2 separate regions of the Mus musculus genome follow, and region 1 is linked to region 2. A link is a contact called in public Hi-C data. All regions are on one chromosome and are shown on one strand. Each heading gives the region's core, a stretch centred on a gene start, on an enhancer-like site or on the middle of the called end of the contact. The rest is flanking DNA. Distances are from core to core; before and after follow the strand shown. Region 1 overlaps Aak1 (AP2 associated kinase 1). Region 2 overlaps A430078I02Rik (RIKEN cDNA A430078I02 gene).

Evidence for each region. Hi-C and Micro-C count contacts between places; a contact is called where the count stands out from the background.
Region 1: a Hi-C map of rod photoreceptor shows a contact between it and region 2, with 6 times the contacts expected there. The contact joins two enhancer-like sites. A contact is called at or near these places in 1 of 484 Hi-C or Micro-C datasets (rod photoreceptor) and 1 of 115 datasets of contacts at active chromatin or transcription factors (astrocytes).

Annotation. Positions count from the first base shown.
Region 1 is chr6:86,932,983-86,936,831 of GRCm38.p6, forward strand. It overlaps Aak1 (AP2 associated kinase 1), which reads left to right. Exons shown (of 16, transcript NM_001378654.1): 3 at 2,448-2,556. Among named protein-coding and RNA genes, the nearest start is that of Nfu1, 75 kb to the right of the region's middle. Within about 2 kb of position 1,704, at least 25 of the 459 cell types and tissues checked have an H3K27ac peak or open chromatin away from gene starts, as enhancers often do. A contact at or near this core is called in rod photoreceptor, where this site is marked.
Region 2 is chr6:86,471,244-86,474,652 of GRCm38.p6, forward strand. It overlaps A430078I02Rik (RIKEN cDNA A430078I02 gene), which reads right to left. Exons shown (of 3, transcript NR_131126.1): 2 at 1,550-1,658; 3 at 1-1,246. Among named protein-coding and RNA genes, the nearest start is that of A430078I02Rik, 7.9 kb to the right of the region's middle. Within about 2 kb of position 1,533, at least 362 of the 459 cell types and tissues checked have an H3K27ac peak or open chromatin away from gene starts, as enhancers often do. A contact at or near this core is called in rod photoreceptor, where this site is marked.

The DNA.
Region 1 (3,849 bases), core at 454-2,953, 460 kb after region 2:
ATAAACGTCTCCCAGGTATTGGAACAGCCTTCGTTCAACTTTAAGAAACTCTATTAAAGATGGTCATCTGGCCCCTCAGGCATGCATGATCACATGCACACACGCCCCCACAGACACACACCCCCACAGACACACACACATACACACACACACAGACACACCCACCCACACACACACACATACACACACCCACAGACACACACACCCCCACAGACACACACACCCACACACACACACACATACACACACACCCACACACACACACAGACACACACACCCACAAACACACACACACATACACACACACACGATTTTTAAAAAAGGTTTCTCTGCAGTTCTTCCTACTTTTGGGGCTTTGTAACTAGAAATGAGTCCTAGAAAGGTCCATAACAAGATTGAAAAGTAGCAGGAACTGAAATGCTTTCTGTGTCACTCTGACCTGTGGCCTGAGGCAGGCGCACTGAGGCTTTCACCTCACTGTTTCTTTCTTGTCCTGTTTTGAAGATGACTTTGAAGATGCCAAAAGCAAAATCATAGGTCGGAATCCACTTGAGTTCCCCTTTCCTTTATCCTTACTGCAATGTGCAATAACCGCTTTTGCCCTCCCCAGCCGCTTGCAGAAAAATGAATCACTCTGTGATGGGTCCACTGCCTAGCACAGTGGTTCTTAGTACGTGGGTCATGACCTCTTCGGGAGTCAAATGACCCTTTCATAGGGGTTGCCTAAGACCATCAGAAAATACAGATATTTACATTACGATTCATAACTAACAAAGCAGCAATGAAAATGTTATGCTTGCAGGTCACCACAATACGAACTGTATAAAAGGGTCGCAGCGTTAGGAAGGTTGAGAACCACCAGTGCTGTAATCCTAGCTCCTCCCTCTGACCTGGAGGATGGTCCCACCAGCTTGGCATCTGTAGCTTACAGCTCTCACTCTCCAATGTGGTTTTCACAATTCCTGGCAATTCTTCCTTTGGGGCAGCTCCTTTCTTACATAGATGTTCTGAGAGAGTAATCCATAGACACTGCTCAACTTAATCTTTCTCATCCCATCTCTTCTCTAAAATTCTTCTCACACAAGTCTCCAGAAGTTTGCTGTGGGCACGTTCCTGTGATTGTCCATCTCTCTTGGGGGCTGCTATTCTGTGTCAGCGGTGCTTTCTGATCCACTGTGCAGAGGGGGCATAGTGAGCTTTACTGTTGATGCTGAGGGTTCCGCTGTTTACTTGATACTTGAGGCTGCTTCCTGGGGTAACTTTGTCATTTTGAGCATTGGTATGTGCACTTTGTGTAGTCAAGAACAGCTTTCCATGGACCCTGAGAAGCTGGGGCAGCTCTCCAGACTGCCCCACTGTTCCACTGGACCAGTCGAGAGCCTACGCTTCAGTCAAACACAGACTCATAGGACCCTCCCCTAAGTCTTTAAAACAAAAGTAAAATGGTATAGTTAATTCACAAATCTTTATTTTACCTTGCATCTGTATAAAAGCCATAATGTCCAGTTTCCTCATGTTTTCTTTCCTCAACCTTCAGGAACCCTTCTTAATAACCTTGGGTTTACAACCATCACCATAGCTATCCGCTCTGTGGGCCAAAGTGTGAGGTGATTTCCAGTGCCTGGGTGGTACTCAGGAGCACCCGTGGGAAGGATTAAATCCCATGAGCAGCAGCCGGGTGCTGAGAAGCAATTCAGCTGATGCTGCATCTTCCAGCCAGCCGGCCATCTGGGAATGCTTAAGTATGACTGAAATGCTGGGTCTAGATGCTATTGTACTCGTCAAAGCTTGCAAGGCAGGGCTTTTTTTTTTTCATATATTTTTTAAAGAGAAACTGTTAAAAGCCAAGTTGGAGCATGTTCAGAAATGTGTCTGCTTTCCTTTATAAATTTGAGCAGGTTACCCAACTAAAACCCTCATGATTCCTTTGTTCAGGAAAGACACTGCTTTGGAAAGAACTGTTAAATGCCGCAGGTAGTAAATCTTTCTCTACCCCTGTCCTCACACACACACACACACACACACACACAAAGAGAAAGAAAGTAAAAACTCAAGCTGAATTCACTTTTGGCCCCATAAACAGGAAAAACATGAATTTCTTTTCTTTTTCTTTATTAAAAATTTACCTGTTTATGTAGTTGTTGTGGTTTTCCTCCTCTATAGTATTTCTGGATGTTATAGGGTCTGTGCTTCTGGTTTGGGTGGAGCACGGAGACAGTGAGCAGGTGGGTGTTTCATGTGGTTCATTCTCTCCTGGGTCAGGAGAATTGGGGATTCAGCAGGACGGTGGAGTTGCTATTGGAGATCCCACGAGGTTTCTCAAAGACCACTGGAAACTCACTGCCCCTTTCCCATGCTGTTGGTGTTGTCTGTGTTACTGGAACAACTGCTAATTCTGCCCCTAGTGTGTCTGTAACTGACATGTACTTCTCCACTCTTGTTCACAGAGAGACCTATCAGGGCACAAGAACATTGTGGGCTACATTGATTCTAGTATCAACAATGTGAGCAGCGGCGACGTCTGGGAAGTTCTCATTCTCATGGACTTCTGCAGAGGTGTGTGCTGATCCTCCTGAAGCTCTTGCTGCTGGCAGTTTAATGGTCGAGGACATGGGGAGCATGTCACATACTGTCCGTTGCACTCTGAAGAAAATGCTCCGCTTTCACAGATGGGAAAGCAAACGCAGGCCATGCTGCTCTTAGTTATGATCATGACTACTAGGGCTATGGTACAGGTCCAATGAACTGAGAGCAAGCACTAGGTAATTCCAGGCCCTGTCGCCATAGGTGTAGAAAGACTTGTCTGTGCGTATGGATGAGATCTCACATGAAAATGAGAAAGAGTGTTCTTTATTGAGGGTTTAACAAACAGTGAAGGCATACAGTAAAAGCCCAGTGCTTATCTCGCAAAGATGGCAGCTTTCCTGCTTCTCACACTGTACTCACGCACTGCTCTCCTGGGATGGAGTGAAAGAATCCCCTCTTGTCTGTAGAAGCGACCCTCGTCTGGCTCCAGAGCTGGAATCCTGGTAAAGCTACATTGAGGGTCTGCTGCTTTCAACTGTAAATACATGAAAGCTTGAAGTCTCATCCATTTATCCTGAGAAATCCAGACTGTAGCACAGCTGTGTTGGGAGCTGCTATCCCATGCACCCATTGCTTGGAGATTTGGCTCTTTGGCTTAAGCAGCTGATGTTATAAGCTTGGGTCATTCATTGCCTTACTGTTTGGTGCCCTGTTTTGTAATTGTCCTTAGTTCCAGTAACATTTTCTGATTTTAAAGATATTGTTCAGAAATTGTTTCTTATCCGGTAGATGTGATGTTAACAAATAATTTTGACCTTTGTTGACTATTGATCTGATTTTGTAAAATGCCCCCAAATTTTAACTTCACAATTTATTCTTTCTTGACCATTCCCCTTTTTCATAGGACTTTTTAGATGCCGGGTAGTAGGAGGTCTTGGATCTGGATAATTTTGTAAGATTTGTCACCAGTCTTTTGTTCTCAGAGAGAAAAATGTTGCTATAGCATTTCATAGGCCAAGTGAGAGAGACCAAACTCCCCCAGAGTTACAGACTTCAAAGTGGAGATGGCACCACTCCCTGGATCTGTGTTGCTGTCTAATTCTTGCCAAAATACATGGCTATGGTCTCATCTCCTGTTCTGTGGGGACATGGCTACCAGGCAGCAGTACCAGACCATGATGTCAGTTCTGCTTCTGATCTTGAGGATACAATGAGGGCAGCTCACATTTGTGTGCTTATCAAGATAATTTGGTTTTGATGTGTCAGAGGAGCCATTGGGTTGTAAGAAAATAAATCCCAAGCAGAGACTGGAAACCCAGGGTT
Region 2 (3,409 bases), core at 283-2,782:
TGTAGGTGCTGGGAACCTAGGTCCCCTGGAAGAGCAGCCAATACTCCTAACTGCTGTACCATCTATCTCTCCAGCCCCTTGATAGGAATGTCTTATAACTGATAACTCTGTTTTAATTGTAAATGACGAAACACCCAGCTCCAACCTGCTTGGAGGGGGGGGGGGGTGCCTTGTGTTTACAGTAAAGGCTGGACAAGCACCTTGTGGAAATGGGGTGTGGCCAGGCCATACAAGCCCTTGGGACAGTTCTAGCCAACTGTCCATTCAGTTGGGGCTTAACTTGGGGCAGGCCTGTGACTTTGATATTACCATTTTCACGGTAGGGCTTGATGCACAGTAATCTGTCAAACCAGTACTTATAGGACTCACTCTGGGATCTTGTTGAAATGTATATTCTAGCTGGTCACTATGGTGCACACCTTCAAGGGCAACCTTGTCTACATAGAACCAGGTCAGCCAAGGTGAGACCCCGTGTCAACAAAAGTGTCTATCTGAATTGTAAGCTTTAAGGCAAGGTCCAAGACCTGCATTTCTAGGAAGCACCCTGACACTGTACGAAGTGCTATGTGAAAAACTGCCTTTCAAATAACAAGGTTGGTTCCCAAAAGGATTTGTGACTTCCTTCCTGCCTTCCCTTCTACGGCTTGGTGTGGGTCCAGCAGCTATGGCTGAGGCCTGGACTGCGCTCCTGAATGACTCGGGATACTCGGGATACTCTGGACTAGTTCGTAAACTCCACGTCTGCATAATGACACAGAGCATCACATGCGATCTGCTGATGTGGCTGAAGATGGTGCTTTCTGGCCCATCCTGAGACACAATTTCGGTTAATGACAAGGGCAGAGAATGAGTATGATCCTCAAACTTCCCATGACCCGCAGCGCGACCAAGCAGCCAGGCAGTTTCAGGAGACCAAGTAGAGCAAGTAAAGAAGCCACGTTTCTGCCCACACCGGTAGAGGGGAGAAGCCGGAACAGCACGCGGTCACGTGGCCCCGCGAGGTGACGTCACCACGCTGCCGCCGCACGTCGCTTCCAGCCACACCGCCACTGTTCTTCCGCCAGGCGGCGCCGCAGGTTGGTCACGCGCTTTGTGCACAGCCGCGCTGGCGCTCCGGACACGTCACCACCTTCGCGTCCTTTCTGGAGAGCGCGGGAAGGAGGGCGCTGCGGGTGGTGACGTCACCGGGGTTCCCTGCGAGCTCGCGTGGGCGGGGCTGGGGACGTGGCGACCGCCGAGTGTCGAGCTGGAGGGGAGGAGACAAGGGAGACGAGGGGGATGGGTAGGGGAGAAGGGCCGAAGGGAGTAGGAAGGGGTGGAAGATGTAAAAGAGGTGGGGGGTAGAGGAAAGTGGCTGAAGATGGGAAGGGGGTGCGGAGAGGGGGTAGGGGAGAGCCGGGAAGGAAGGAAGTGTGGAGACGAGGGGAAGGCCGGAAGAGTTGGGGGAGGGGATTGTTTAAGGGGAGAGGCGAGAAGGAGGGGTGGGAGAGAAAGGAGGAGATAGTAGGAGGGACTTAGAAAGCCTGCCCTCCTTTCCCCTCCAACGCACCTTACACTAGCACAGCTCTTGAGGCCTCCAAGGTGTCTGTGGCTCCTTCCCGCAGTAGACCTTCCTCCAGGGCAGCCACGTTCTGCCTCCTTTAACCACCATCAATCACCTCAGGAACAAAAGGAATGGTACCTCAAAAGACTTGGTAGTCCCTAACCTTAACCAAACCCGGGAAGGTTTTGTGTTCTGTTCCCTGACTGTTAATAGAAGATTTTCCTCTTTACCGCCCCAGTAAGCCTCGAGCCCTCTGGGTGGCAAAGGGGTTAGAAATGGGACCTGCTTCAGAACTCAAGGTGGGTACCAGAGTTTACCCGAACACCAGTCTAATTCTTTGTCACTGGCGGCACAGCACTGACGAGTGACCTTGAGGTACCCTTTTGCCCCACAGTCCCTGACTTCCAGAAAGAATGGAATAAGAAGCTGAGGTCTGGGAACCATCATCTGAGCTGAGAAAAATGGATTCCCTGTCCCCTTAGTAGGGACAGAGTTGAACTATGGCTACTTCTCCAGCTCTTATTAGGGTTTGGGCCTTGTGCAGAGTGAGTATCCAGCTCCTCCTGGAGGGTGTAAGGGATGCTGCGGCCGCCCGGCCTGCCTGCCTGCCCGCCATGGTCTCCTTTGGTCACTCCTGTCCTGTTTATTAGGACAAGGCTACCTTGGGCTTCAGATGAAAGACAGCATTTGAGGTATAATAAAAAGTAAGAACCCAGAGGGGAAGCAGTCCTTCCTTCATGGCCTTCAGCAGGGTGGGCTAATAATAGAAGGACTCTGTATTAGCGTATTTATCGGGGTCTAGCAGTAGTCACCCCTTCTGGACCTGTTATTCCTACAAACCCACAATGCCTGTTCTCCATGCTCTGAGCACAGCATCCTGTACATAGGTCTTACTAGAGAAGGCTACAGGCTGGAAGTTGAGTTGACACACAGCTTTTTAGCCCTAATTGTCTGGTCTTTTAAGATAGGGTCTCACTATATAGCCTAAGCTAGCCTCACTCTTGGGATGCCTGAGCCTTCTAGGACTGGAATTACAGGTATGCACTGTCCTGATCTCCCCTCTGGTCAAGATAATGGAAGAAGTGTGGGGGCAGACAGTTGAATGTGTGGGTGTTTTGTAGTAGTTCTTTGGAGCCCAAGTTTTTTAAGTAGATGCTTTTTTTGCTTTTTGTTTGTTTGTTGTTGTTGTTGGGGTTTTTTTTTTTGGGGGGGGGGTCAAGGCAGTCTGTGTAACCCTGGGTATCTATAGACCAGGCTGGCCTGGAACTCAGAAATCCGCCTGCCTCTGCCTCCCAAGTGCTGGGATTAAAGGCGTGCGCCACCACGGCCCTGCAAGTAGATGCTTCTTGACAGGCAGCTTCTGTCTCATGTCCAGAGACTTTCTGAGCCTAGTTGATAGAACCTGTGTAGATAGAACAAGACCTTTCCTCCTGCCTTGGCTGGAAAAGCAATGGTTCCTATCCTGAGTCAGCCATCGTGCTGTTGGGACCTGTAGGCACAGGCCCTTGGGAACAGACTGCTAAGGGTTTGAGCAGGACCTGAGTCTAATCATGTGTGTCAGGAACTGCCTTGGAGAGCTGGGGATGCAGCTTAGCTGGGGGAAAGCTTGCCCAATATGCTCAACGCCTTGGGTTCCATCCCCAACATCATAGAAACTGTGTGGTGCCTCCTGCATGTAATCCCAACATTCAGGAGATAGAGGTAAGAGCATCAAACTCTTCAAGGTCTGACCAAGCCAGCTCTGTCAGTCAACAGTGTCTCAAGGGAGGGAAGGAGGATTGAAAAGAAAGAGACAGACAGACAGCTTTATAACATGACTCCAGCCAGTGCTGAGGCGTTTATACCATTCTAGGTACTTGCAGAGAA